Regions from separate parts of the Gossypium hirsutum genome. Here region 2 is linked to region 1. A link is a contact called in public Hi-C data. All regions are on one chromosome and are shown on one strand. The core of a region is the stretch at or near the end of the contact, and the rest is flanking DNA. Distances in the headings are between cores, read along the strand shown. Region 1 has its middle 12 kb from the start of LOC107889932. Region 2 has its middle 21 kb from the start of LOC107890213.

Region 1 (6,636 bases), core at 1,006-3,505:
CTTGGACCGTTAACACTTGCCCGAATGCCCTTAATCAAATGGGTCTCTTGCGCATGAATTAACATCCGAGACAGGGCCTCCATACAGAAAAGAAACAAATAAGGAGAAAGCGGGTCCCCTTGACGGAGACCCCTCTCCGGAATAATAACATCAGACTGACTCATATTGCATTTGACCCTATAACGAACAGTACAAACACAATCCATAATTTTATTAACCCAAACAGAGGAAAAGCCCATTTTTATCATCACATTCTCGAGCAACCGCCGCTCCACCCGGTCATAAGCTTTACTCATGTCGAGCTTGACCACACATCCTTTGTTTGGACCATTTTTGGAGCTACGGAGGTAATGCACCAACTCGTGGGCAATTAGAACGTTGTCGTGGATCATTCGGTTGGGGACGAAGGCGGTTTGGTTCTGGCTTATGCACACAGGGAGGACCTCCTTAAGCCGGTTAGCAAGAGTCTTAGAGACCAACTTATAAATCACCCTACACAAACTAATAGGACGGAAGTTAACCATCTCACAAGGATCTTTAATCTTAGGGATTAAAACAATCAAAGTCTCATTAACACAACTAGCACTTTTTTCGCCCTTAAGAATATCATGACAAAGATGTAAAACATCATCACCCACAATAAACCAATGATCCTGAAAAAATGCCTCGATAGCCCATCAATCCCCGGCGCCTTTCGAAGGTCCATTTGTTTAAAACCTTTCATAATCTCCTCGTCCGTAAAAGCATCATTCAGCCTACGGTTTGTATCCTCATCAATGCATCTAGGAATGTGCTGCATGTCTCTATCAACATCAATATTGCATGAAGTCTTAAAAATATCATTAAAGTAATTCCAAGCAATATAGCCAATCTCCTCCTCGTCATCATGCCAAGTCCCTTGCAAATATTTAAGTTTCGAAATATTGTTCTTCCTTCTACGACCCGACGCCCGAACGTGAAAATAACGAGTATTTCTATCCCTCTCCCTCAGCCACTGGGAGCGCACCCTAAGAGCCCAGTATTTTTCCTCAACATCATAAAGATAGCCAAGCTTTCCACGAGCTTGTTTAAGCTAACGCGTGGTCCACTCGTTCGAACCGCCATCCATGAGCTGACTAATCTCCTTCTCCAACTTTTTGATTTTGTTCGTCATTCTTCTAAAGCGATGATATAGCCACGGACCCAACTTATCACGAGTCAGGTCCATTTTATCTATCATAGAACAATCCTTCTTCGACCAAATACTTGAAATGATGTCTTTAAGCTCCTGCTCATCCGCCCAGCAAGTATCATATCTAAACCAAGCCCTTTGACCAGCCTTCGCCTTGTTGGGTCTACTACCTTCTGAATCCATCATGATAGCCTCGTGGTCAGACTTGGACTGGCGAACGATGAAGGAAGTAAGAAAGGGAAGCTTCTCCATGGTAGCATCAGAGACAACGAATCTGTCCAGCCTCTCTTTCACGAGCCGATCTCCTTCCCTATTGTTAGTCCACATAAACCATCCATTACAAGGTTTAACATCAAAATCTTAGGTTTACACCGGCCACCCTCCTTTTACGAGTCATTCAGGATGGCGTTGAAGTCACCCCTAACAATCCAGCCTTCAGTAAGCTTATCGCTTACTCTTCTCAACATGTTCTAGGCCTGCTGTCTTTGACTAGAATCGCTCTGGCCATAAAAGCCAGTAAATCTAATCACCGCATCATCCTCCAGTCGAACCAGTCAGTCGATATGGAATTTTGAATAGTTCTGGATCGAGACATTCACGCTTGCTCTCCACATTAACGCCAGCCCCCCGCTCTTTCCCTTCGAATCGACCGCAAGACAGCCCTCCATCCTACATAAATTGCGAATACGTTGGAAACCATTAGATTTGATTTTAGTCTCACAAAGAAAAACAATATCTGGGACGTTAGCAATAAGAAGTTGCTTAAGCTCACAAACTACTACCAGGCGACATTTTTTTTTTATAGAAAAAGACCCGAAGGTCAACCTCAATTTATTGCATCTCTTAAAATAATATCATGGATTTCCAAAGGATAATCCACGTCAAAATCCGTAATACCATTCTGAGCAGTAGCCCATTTACAAAGGTAATCAGCCGCATTATTACAACAGCGTGGAGCCCAAACAAATTTAAAGTAAACACATGGATCCAATATTTTAATACTTTCCCTGATGCAGTAGCCCATGGTTGAAAAGTCAACCGTCATCCTATTTAGCCGATTCACCAGGCTTACACAATCAAACTCAAACCCCAACTTACGCCAATTTTTTGTCCGCGCAAAATTCAAGCTTTCTTCCAGTGCATAAAACTCGGCCCACTCGGCTTGGACGTTCTTCTCCAACACGCCCACTCGACCGCCTAGGACAAAACCATCATGGTCCCTCGCCACAAGCCCAAAACTCATCTTTCTTCCCATCGTAGTAGCGTCAAAATTTATCTTAATCACTCCCAGACCGGGCTTCGCCCACCCTTTTTCCATAATCGGCTTAGGAATCATCGGTTTTTCCAGGAAGTTAAAAATACAAAATTCACGGCTTAACCCAGCAGCCCTTTCCCAAGTCATTCTGGCCTCCTCCTCTACATCCCGAAAAACTTTATTGTTGCGGCTGTTCCAAATATTCCAAAGCACCGTTATGAAATCAGAAAAAGCCTTCTTGTCCAGTGCACGAGCCACATCCTCAAGCCAGTCCACACACCGATCGTAGCAGCCTTCCAACAAGTTATTGTTCAGTCATTCATAAGCCAGCACCGCTCTAGCCTTAGGACAGTCTTTCATAGCATGAATTAGAGTCTCCATAACAGTCCCACACCTTGGACAATTGCTATTAAACTCCCTTCTAATGTTGGATATATTCTCGTATGTAGGCAGAATGTCGTGTCCCAAACGCCAACAAAAAATCTTAATCTTAGAAAGAGTCTGTAGTTTCCACGTGATCTTCCAAAAAACCCGACGAGGGCCAAACGCTACATGCTTCAACGTCAGCCAGGAATAAGCAGACTTAGTCGAGTAAGAGCCAAAGGGGTTATGGAACCAGATCTGAGAATCCTCAGGGCCATTATGAATAATGGGGATTTTACATATTTGGTCCCCCAAGTCTTTACCATAGATCGCAATTACCCGTCCCTCGTTCCAGTCATCTTTCTCACTGTTCAGCAAGTCACACATTTTTTCCTCTTGGACCTCCCTCCTGCGCAGCCCAATCGAGTCACCCGAAAGCCCTTCAAAACCCCACCTGTCGTGCCAAATATCAATCCTGCTTCCCTTACCGACATTCCACCCGAAGCCCTCGTACAGTAAACTAGCCGCTTTTGTAATGCTTTGCCAAGTAAAAGATGGTTTGTCAATCCGCTTAGGATGAAAGACATCCCCATCTGGAAAGTATTTTGTGCTCAAAACTCTCAAGCACAAAGTGTCCCGATAGCACATAAGACGCCACACTTGCTTACCTAACAACGCAACGTTAAAGCGCCTCAAATCCTGGAACCCGAGACCCCCATTCCTTTAGGGTAACACAAGCGGTCCCAAGATAATATATGCCAGCCTCTTTTATTTTCTTTTCCCCCCACCACACACGGAAAATCAAAGATTGAAGCTCCTCCAAGACGCCATTAGGAACAAAGAAAACAGAGAACCCGTAAGTAGGAATAGACTGCAGGATAGACTTGATGAAAATCTCCTTTCCACCATACGAAAGTAATCTTTTTGACCAGCTCTCAATCCTACTAGCGGCACGATCTAAGATACTTTGAAAAGTCGCTGACTTCTTCTTACCAATCGGAATGGGTAGACCGAGATAACTATCAAGGTTGGCAACCACCTTCATTCTAAGCAAGCCACTTAAAGATGTGCGTTGAGAAACAGGAGTGTTAGGGCTAAAATAAACCATTGACTTGTCCAGGTTGATGCTCTGGCCCGACATCCTCTCAAATGAGTCCAGGATTTTTGTAAACACCTCAACTTCACTTCTTTTGTTCCTGACAAACAAGAGGGAATCGTCAACAAAAAAAAGGTGATTAATTCTTGGGCCATCCTTACTAGCCCGAATGCCTTTAATTTGGTTAGTATTTTGGGCATAAATCAACATGCGAGATAAAGCGTTCATGCAAAAAGTGAACAAATAAGGGGATAAAAGATCCCCTTGTCGGAGACCCCTTTCTGGAATAATGATATCAGATAGAATCGTGTTACATTTAACTCTATACCGAATAGTGCAAACACAATCCATAATCTTATTAATCCAAATATGAGAGAACCCCATTTTCTTCAGCACTTTCTCGAGAAAAGACCACTCAACCCAGTCGTAAGCCTTACTCATATCCAGCTTGACCACACAACCCTTATTTGGACCATTTTTAGAGCTCCGGAGATAGTGCACGAGCTCATGTGCCACTAAGATATTATCATGGATCATCCTGTTGGGAACAAAAGCACTTTGGTTTTGGCTAATGCACCGAGGGAAAGACACTTTTAACCGATTAGCAAGAGTCTTAGAAACTATCTTGTAAATAACCCTGCATAGACTAATAGGACAGAAGTTAGCCATATCACACGGATTCTTAATCTTAGGAATCAATACGATCAAAGTCTCATTTATACACTCAGCGCTCTTGTTTCCCTTGAGAATATCGTGACACATTCTTAAGACATCTTCACCCACAACATACCAATGATCCTTGAAAAAGCTCCCCGAAAGCCCGTCAATCCCCGGCGCCTTTCTCGAGTCCATCTGTTTGAAGGCTCTTAAAATTTCCTCATCCGTAAACTCTCCGATCAACCTCCTATTAGTCTCCCCATCAATGCAAACTGGAACGTAATGCATGTCACTGTCGATATCCAAATTAATAGACGTTTTAAAGAGATCATTAAAATAGTTCCAAGCAATGTGGCCAATCTCTTCTTTGTCCTCATGCCAAGCACCATGCGCATCTTTAAGTCTCTCGATGCTATTCTTTTTTCTGCGCCCCGAAGCCCGAATGTGGAAAAAAGGGGTGTTCCTATCGCCTTCCTTCAGCCACTTGGACCTCGCCCTAAACGCCCAGTATTTTTCCTCCACATCATAGAGGCGGCCCAGCTTGCTCCGAGCACACTTAAGAAGGCTCAAAGACCCCTCATTCATAGGGCCATCCATAAGCTTGCTGATCTCCTTTTCCAGCCCTTTTATTTTATACTTCATCCTCCTAAAGCGTTGGTATTGCCATGGGCCAAGCTTGTCACGGATTAGCTCCATCTTCTCCAACACATTGCAATTCTCGCTAGACCAAGCCCTCGTGATAATATCTTTAGCCTCTTGCTCCTGCGCCCAACAGATGTCATATCTAAACCAAGCCCTGTGATCTACCCTTTTATCTCTAGGCTTACTTCCATACATATCCACAAGGATAGCCTCATGATCGGATTTCGACTGGCGAACAATTTGAGAAGTAAGAAACGACATTTTTTCCATAAACTCGTCAGAGATGACAAATCTGTCCAGCCTCTTTTAACAAGCCTAGTCCCTTCTCGATTGTTAGACCATGTAAACCATCCATTAGGAGTCTTCACATCCGTCAGGCTTAACTCTTCCAACACATCACAAAAGTCATCCATCAGAGTCCGAGGCTTTCTACGACCCCTTTCCTTCTCTGAATTATTCAAAATGGCGTTAAAGTCACCTCCCATGATCCAGCCTTCATTAACCATGTTTTTCACCCTTCTCAGCTTATCCAAAGATTGCTGCCTTAGGCTTGGGTCGGTCTGGCCATAAAAGCCAGTGAACCTAAACTTTTCACCATCATCCATGCTAACCAACGAGTCAATGTGAAACTTAGAATAGTTTTGCACAGAGACGTTCACGCCTTCCTTCTAAAGTAGGGCAAATCCACCACTTTTCCCCTCCGAATCGACCGCTAGGCAGCCCTCCATCCTGCATATTGTACGAATACGGTGGAAGCCATTAGAATGAATTTTTGTTTCACAAAGAAAAACAATATCAGGAACGTTCGCAAGAAGAAGTTGCTTTAGTTCACACACAGTCGCTGGATTCCCAGCCCCACGACAATTCCAGCAAAGAATTTTCATGGTCCTTTGCGGGGCTGGTCGCCAGCCTCCACCTTAAAAGGTGAAACCAAAAACCACAGCTTCCTCTAGGCAACTCCGAAAGGACTCTCAACCAGAAATATACCGCAAGAACCCCCAAAAAAATAATCCGAAAACACCAAAAAAACTCTCTGAAACCACTCTACAAGGCTTGAACGCAAAGAGCTTCGATCTTCCGTCAAAGAAACGACCAAGAAACCAAGACCGATAAGAAAGAAGGTTGACACGCCGAAAAGCCAACCCACCGACCCAGGGATTCAGTGCTGGAGCAAGGGAAACGAACGTCACAGCCCAAGGAACCAAAATCATGCAGAGACAAGATCCACCACCGGAAGCCCAGCTCCCAAAAGAAAAGACGAGAGGCACTCCCCAAGAAACAAACCTGTACAGATGAAAGAAAAAAAGAAACCAAGCTTTGCGAAAACCCGAAACAAACAAACCAAAATAAACGTATCAACAGGAAAACCCTCAGCAGACAGAAACCATGCGATAACTCAACATCATAACAAGAAAAAGACAGCCACAGAAAAGGCGTCAACCCAGCAAGAAC
Region 2 (6,792 bases), core at 570-3,069, 280 kb before region 1:
TTGTAGATGTAAGGACTTGGGCTTTTGACACCTGGCCTCTTCTTTTTCTTTGGGTTATGGGTTGTGGGAGGTTAGGGTGGGGAAAGAAACAGGAGAGAAAGAAGAGAAAGAAAGAAAAAGAAAATTGAAAAGAAAAAATTTGTGTTATTTTCAAATATGTTTAAAATATTATAAATTTATTATTTTAAATATATATTATGCATTAATAATTTATATTTTTTGTCCTAATCATTCCATTCATATTTTTTATTTTATTTTATATATTACTTTGTAATTATTTATCTTATATTATATTTATATCATGCATTAATTATTTAATTTTGAGTTTAGTATACCATCATGATTCAATTTGAAGAAAAAATATATGTTTGTGTTCATGATCTATAATGATTTTATTTTTAATTATTTAAGTAATTTATCTTAGTAATAAATTATTTTAATTTTAAAACTAAAATTTTGTTTAAATGGATTAGTGCATGCATTCAACATCATGTCATGTTTTAACTCTATCACAATAATTTTTGTAGACAGATTTTTGAATTTTTAAATTAATATAATGGTTTAATTGCAGTTTAACTCCCCTAAGATGGTAAAATTAAGTTTAATCTTTTAATTTTTTAAAAATAATATATTAATATAATAATAAAATTATACTTTTAACTCCTTAAAAATATAATTTAATTTTCCCCTAAAATAAATTCTTGGCTGTCACTGTTGGTTACATTGAACCTTTGTCAATCCCAAATTATGTCATATTTTGCATAAGGCTTAACTACAAAGTTAGCACTCAAACTATACAACTTTTCTTACTTAACTAGTTAAAGTTTTTTTTTTTGTTTTTTTAGTCAAGAAGGGTATTTTAACCATTAATTTCGTCTCATTCTATCTAAAAACATATCACACCTAATAAAAATATGACACACATCACACTCTTAAATTAAAATGAGACAAAACAAATAATTTAGGTGCCATTATTGACCAAAAAGAAGTTTAGATTCCTACGTAAAGGTAGTATAATTTGAGGCTCAATTTTACATTTAAACCTTTGCATAATGTATTAATTTTAAATTATATACATAAAATACTAAAATATAAAATATTTAAACAAGACATATTTATATATTTCCTTAAAAAAAGCCTTATTTAATAAAATTAAATTAATTTTTGTAATTAATTATTTAAATCCCAATTTAGTGGGAGTATAAAATCTACTTTAGGTTTTATTTAGTAGAGTAGAAAAAAATTTGAAAAGATCGAAAACTTGAAAAGGTAAAAAAATAGAAAGATGAAAAATATAAATTTTCTCTTCATAGGTGTGCTTGATAGAAAAGATAGAAAAATTATTCATTAATAGAGTTAAAAAAATGAAAGGAAAAAAATTAAAATATTTGAAAAACACATAATTTTGAATTGACATACATCTCTCTCTCATTTCATCATTCCGGTATAGAAGAATTAGTTTTTATGTATTAAGATGAAAAATAATCAACTCTCCTACTTTTTTTTCTTACCAAATAAATTTAAAATTTATTAATTTTTTTACTTTTTAACCCCTCTTTCCATCCTTCCGCTTTTCTACTCAACCAAATACATTTTAAAAGGATTATAATTCTGATCAAAATCCAAATATGGTTCGAATAAGGTCGTCGGCTAAGAAAAGACTTTAAAAAGATGAAAGCTCTTGCAGTTAGAGGTTAATTTGATTCTCTTGGTGTTGTCTCTTGAACTCTTTCTTCATTGGCGCAAGATGAGATGGGAAGAGACCAACCAGCATAGAATTCGGGTTAGGTATAGGCGAAAAAAGCCTAGGCTTTGTCTCATTAATGGGCTCTCAAAAGGGGCAATTAGAAAAGCATTTAGCCCAAGCCTGATCATGCAAATCCACTGTAAAGGTACCCAAAGAAATGGAGCCCATAGCATTTCCATAGGGTAATTTGCAGTTCAGACTACTTAATTTAACATCAAATTTCATATATACTTTTTAATTTTATTGTTGGTTGAAATTCTATTATTGAAAAATGCGATCGTATGTATATATTAACTTCTATTATTATATAGTATGCATGCGTATTTTTCTTTAATATTCTTTCCTCGTATCAAAAATTCGAATTTATGTTGTTTGTTTGAATGCATAATGTGTTTTTTTCATACACTTAGCATTTGTTGATATAATATATATGTATGCATGCTAAGGTAACTTTAGCTTTAAAATTATTTAACGAAGTTAGCATAAATGATTTAATTTGTTAATTATACAAGTTCGAAGATATAGTTTGATGAAGTTAAAATCTTACTATATATTTATATAAAACTTTATATGTTAAAAGTTGATAACCTATAAATTGCCCTTTATACATACATACATACATACATACATACATACATACATACATACATACATACATACATACATACATATTATATTAATCTTTTGTAGTTTCAACTTTCAAGGGAAAATCTTTATACACTCTTAATCTTATTATTGATACATAGCATTTATGTACAGATATCACATGAAATTTTTGGAAAAAATCTTTTAAGTTTATTCTAAATAAAAGATGGAATATTTGTTCATCAATATGTGATCTTTGTTTTTTCTTTATTTAAAAAAAAAACTGAATTCTTAGTTGGATCTATGAAAGAAAAATATTCTCTTCTGAATTTACTAAACATCTTAGCTAGCTGAGCTCTATATTCCATATAGAGAAGGTTCTCACGTCTCAGGGTCATTAATTATTGTATATAATTCCTGGTTTTTCTGGCTATAAGGAAGAAATATATTATACTCTCTCTATATATATATGTATAGGATTTAAAAAATCTCTCTCTAAAAAGAACAAAAGCGTCAATAATTAATGAAGAAGACAATGGACCATATATATTTCAAATATTATTCTACTTGTGATTAAGAAGAAGAAAACAAGAATGAAATGATATCTATTCATGCATGCATGTTTCTAGGATTTATAAAGACAATGCAACTCTGTGATTGATTTGAAAGATTGAAATCAGTTTCCATGCGCATAAAATCTCAGGCTTGGGAATGCCAACAAGAAGCATATCTTATGGGAGGTGTGAGAGTATCTTCCTTGTGCTTTTCCTTTTCCCTTTCTATGGGCATGCCTTCCTATCTTCACAAGTTTCTAGCTAAAGGTAACCCGTTCTTTACTATTATATCATCTCTTGGGGATAATAGTATATATATATATGAAATGTAATTATTTATAGAGTAAATTATACTAGTAGTCACTTAACTATTAATTAGTATTTTTCTTTGATAATTAAATTATAAAAAGTTATAAAATAATCATTCAACTATTTAATTTTTTTTATCACCAGCTAGCTAACGTAAAAAAAATAATCCAAAAATCCATAATAGTTAGGTTATTAAAAAAGACAAAATTGAATAATTGAGTAATTATTTTGTAACTTTTCGTAGTTGAGTGATTAAAAAAATATTAATAGTTGTGTGCTCATTTTGTAACTTTTCATAATTTAATGACAAATTTTTTTTACTAACAATTAGAGGATAAATTTTTTACTAATAATTAGAGGACTATTAATATAATTATTATATTAAAAAAAAGAGAAAATTAAAAGTAGGAAAATGGGTTGACACTAATAAATATTAATATTCAAACTCAAGTGCATATCATGGTAAAAATAATGGCATGAAAATTCACCCAAAAAAAATAATGGCATGAAACAATTAAACAATCTTTACCATAAATATAATCATAAATGTCAAATGTTTGTAGCAATCAACAATTTTTAGATCTAGAAATATCATTCTACGAATTGTCACAAATTTTTTCTATAATCAATTATTACATTCATATAACACTCTATTTTATAATTATAATAAAACATATTTTAATCCGACCCAAAATTTTTTTCCTTATACACATTTTTAAAGACCCTCTTGGTGGCATCAGCTCTCTAGACAATCTTGCTTTTTATTTTTTCTTTTTCACCATAGAGTCTTCCTCCTCCCTACTCTAATCATCTATACTAAAGAAAAAAAAAGGATGAACTGACTAACGGAACAACCAACTAAATCTTGTACCAACACACTCAACAACAACAAATTAAATGGTTGCACTTGAATATAGATTCTATTATTATATAATTAAATCACCAAGTTTAATAAATATGACCAAGTATAGACGTATCCATTTACCTAAGCGAACTTAAATTTACTTTATTTTGAACATATTTTGATTTAATCTTCTATTGTTAAAACTTTTTTTTCCTTTTGTTATTAAGTTTTAATAAATTTTAGGAATTTTTGGGTATAATAATAAGATTCATGCATGGAAAATATGAGGAATATATGTCTTTGAAATAGAGGGCCCATCACACATGCACATTCAGGTTTTAGCCCCTGTATTCGGTCGTTGGTCGTGGCTAACCACCACCTATGTTATTATGTGTCTATGTCTCTTTCTTGCTATACATGTGGGGGTGTTGTTGATACTTAATCATGTTATAAAATAATTGATTGGACCTTCAATTTTACAAAAAATAAAAAAATAAAAAATTCAGATTTGATATAATAATTGTTAATCACTACAATAATCAAAGTATTGTGGTGCATTCATCAAATATTCTTTTATAAGCTTTGAGTTACATTATTTCAAATTTGGGAGACACTAAAAAAAATTATCAAGTTTTAAGGAATCTTGTGTCAAAAATGGGATGTTTATCCCTTGATTTAATGAGAGTTGAGACTTTTAAGTGTGAGAGAAAGGAGAGAATCACCATATCCCCCACATGGCTTTTTTTTTTTAACATTTAGTCATATATAGATGATGTGATATCATCACGCCTTAAAAAAAATCTAATTTAAGGTCAAATTTGAAAAAATTGTTAAATTTAAGGATTAAATTGATAAAATTTATCAAATTTAAGAATTAAATATTACTTTATCTCTTTATAGTATTACATCTCAAATATTTGCTTTTTTTTTTTTGAGTGTGAAATTTAAGTTAATTCATTTATTGAGAAAATAGCATTTAACAAATATTTTTATTTAACGTGTCCATTGCCTTTGAGCTATAGCCAATAACTAACACCAATAAAAAAAATTATGTTTAAAAAAAGTTTTGACTTCAATATTATTTTAATAAAACTTTCTCTTATTTTAAGTCAAATATTGTTGTTCTTTTTACCAAAAATAATTGCTAGTCCCTAACAATTCATACAGAAAGTACCCCAAAGACATGTCAAAAGACAAGACAAGACCCACCAAACTAACCTAACTAAACCATTAAAAACATGTCACAAAGTCAAGGCAAACATTTTCGTATCCTTCCATCAGATTCTTGAGGTCTTCCACTGATACTACTGATATTAACATGTTTAGATTCATATTTATTGCTATTTTTTAAAATATTTGGTATATCTATATAAAAATATTTATAAATATTAAATATTTCAAATATAAAATGTTCATAAATTGTATAAAATATTTTTAATAAATTTTATAAATACAATTCATTATTAAACAAACTCAAAATAAATAAATAAAAATTATTTTATAAACTAAACAATAAATTATCTCATACTATGCATATAACGATCTATACTTCAACCATTTCAAAATAAATAATAAAACTTATTGTTTTTATTGGGGAAAGTTCATATTAAATTTATTTGGGTAAGACTGGGAGGTTAAGATAAATTGAGCTTAAACCATTGTTTGTATCATGAGATTTAGTATTGGAATTCTTCTCTGGATAATGTCTCATAGATTTAGTTTAAGCTTGAATTACATTAACAACTTTCTCTATTCTATTTTCCCATTATCTCTACATTTATCTATTTGTGTGACAAAAGATGTGCCTATTTTGTTAGAATTGTAAAACAAAGTCTGATATATAACTTATGTAACACCCCACACTTGGTGTGGACGTTATAGCTGAATCCTGAAGAATTACATTAACTTATTTGAAAACTCAAAATTGAATTTGAAATCATGTGGCAAATCAGTGTTAACTTTGATATATCGTTTTCCAATTTTAGGGAAAAAAACCTTGTTAAAATCGTTACTTTACTACAAGAAATCATTTAAGAGATCATCTCATTATGCAACGAAATTTACTAAATTATAAGGTTTTGAAAACCAGGGTTTAATTTGTAACAAATCAATTTGCAGATGGAATTATAATACTACTTAGTCCTGAAAAACAAGTAAAAACAAAATGAAAAGTCCACAACAAATTACAGTCTCTAAGTCCGAAAAGTCCAAATTAAAACATGAAGTTTATTTAAATCGTTCATTGTATAAATCCAAACCTGAGTTCTCGCACGCTGTTCAGTCCTTGGTTTACTGATTACTTGAGAGGATAAAACAAAAGGGTGAGCTTACAAGCCCAAGGTATAACTCAACACACGGCCTAACATACACCCGTATGGCCCACATGGTCAAAATGACCCAGCTCATGTGGTCCACACAGCTTGAACCACAACCGTGTGGCTCACATAGTATGTCTGTAACACCCTAACCTGTATCCATTGCCGGAACAAGGTTTTAGGGCATTAATAGGATTTACATATGATTTAACAAAAATTTCAATTAAATACTTACCGATTCAATGCATCATATAAATAAACATATTACCGTTCAATCAATTGTTTGGCACTTGTCAAAGTATCAACAACAACATTGTTAATACACTTGTACATATTTCATATAATTTCAACATTGATATACCTATTTTCTCGACATATCACACTTGAGTTTAATAATAGTCTCAACTTACATAATTTCCTTGTATCAACATATCAAAG

Evidence for each region. A called contact is a pair of places that touch in the nucleus more often than the background predicts.
Region 2: a contact with region 1 is called in a Hi-C map of leaf, with 2.3 times the contacts expected there. The contact joins two enhancer-like sites. A contact is called at or near these places in 3 of 34 Hi-C or Micro-C datasets (hypocotyl and leaf).

Annotation. Positions count from the first base shown.
Region 1 is chrA09:12,975,015-12,981,650 of Gossypium_hirsutum_v2.1, reverse strand. No RefSeq gene overlaps it. Among protein-coding and RNA genes, the nearest start is that of LOC107889932, 12 kb to the right of the region's middle. Within about 2 kb of position 2,255, at least 2 of the 9 cell types and tissues checked have an H3K27ac peak or open chromatin away from gene starts, as enhancers often do. A contact at or near this core is called in leaf, where this site is marked.
Region 2 is chrA09:13,252,373-13,259,164 of Gossypium_hirsutum_v2.1, reverse strand. No RefSeq gene overlaps it. Among protein-coding and RNA genes, the nearest start is that of LOC107890213, 21 kb to the right of the region's middle. Within about 2 kb of position 1,819, at least 1 of the 9 cell types and tissues checked has an H3K27ac peak or open chromatin away from gene starts, as enhancers often do. A contact at or near this core is called in leaf, where this site is marked.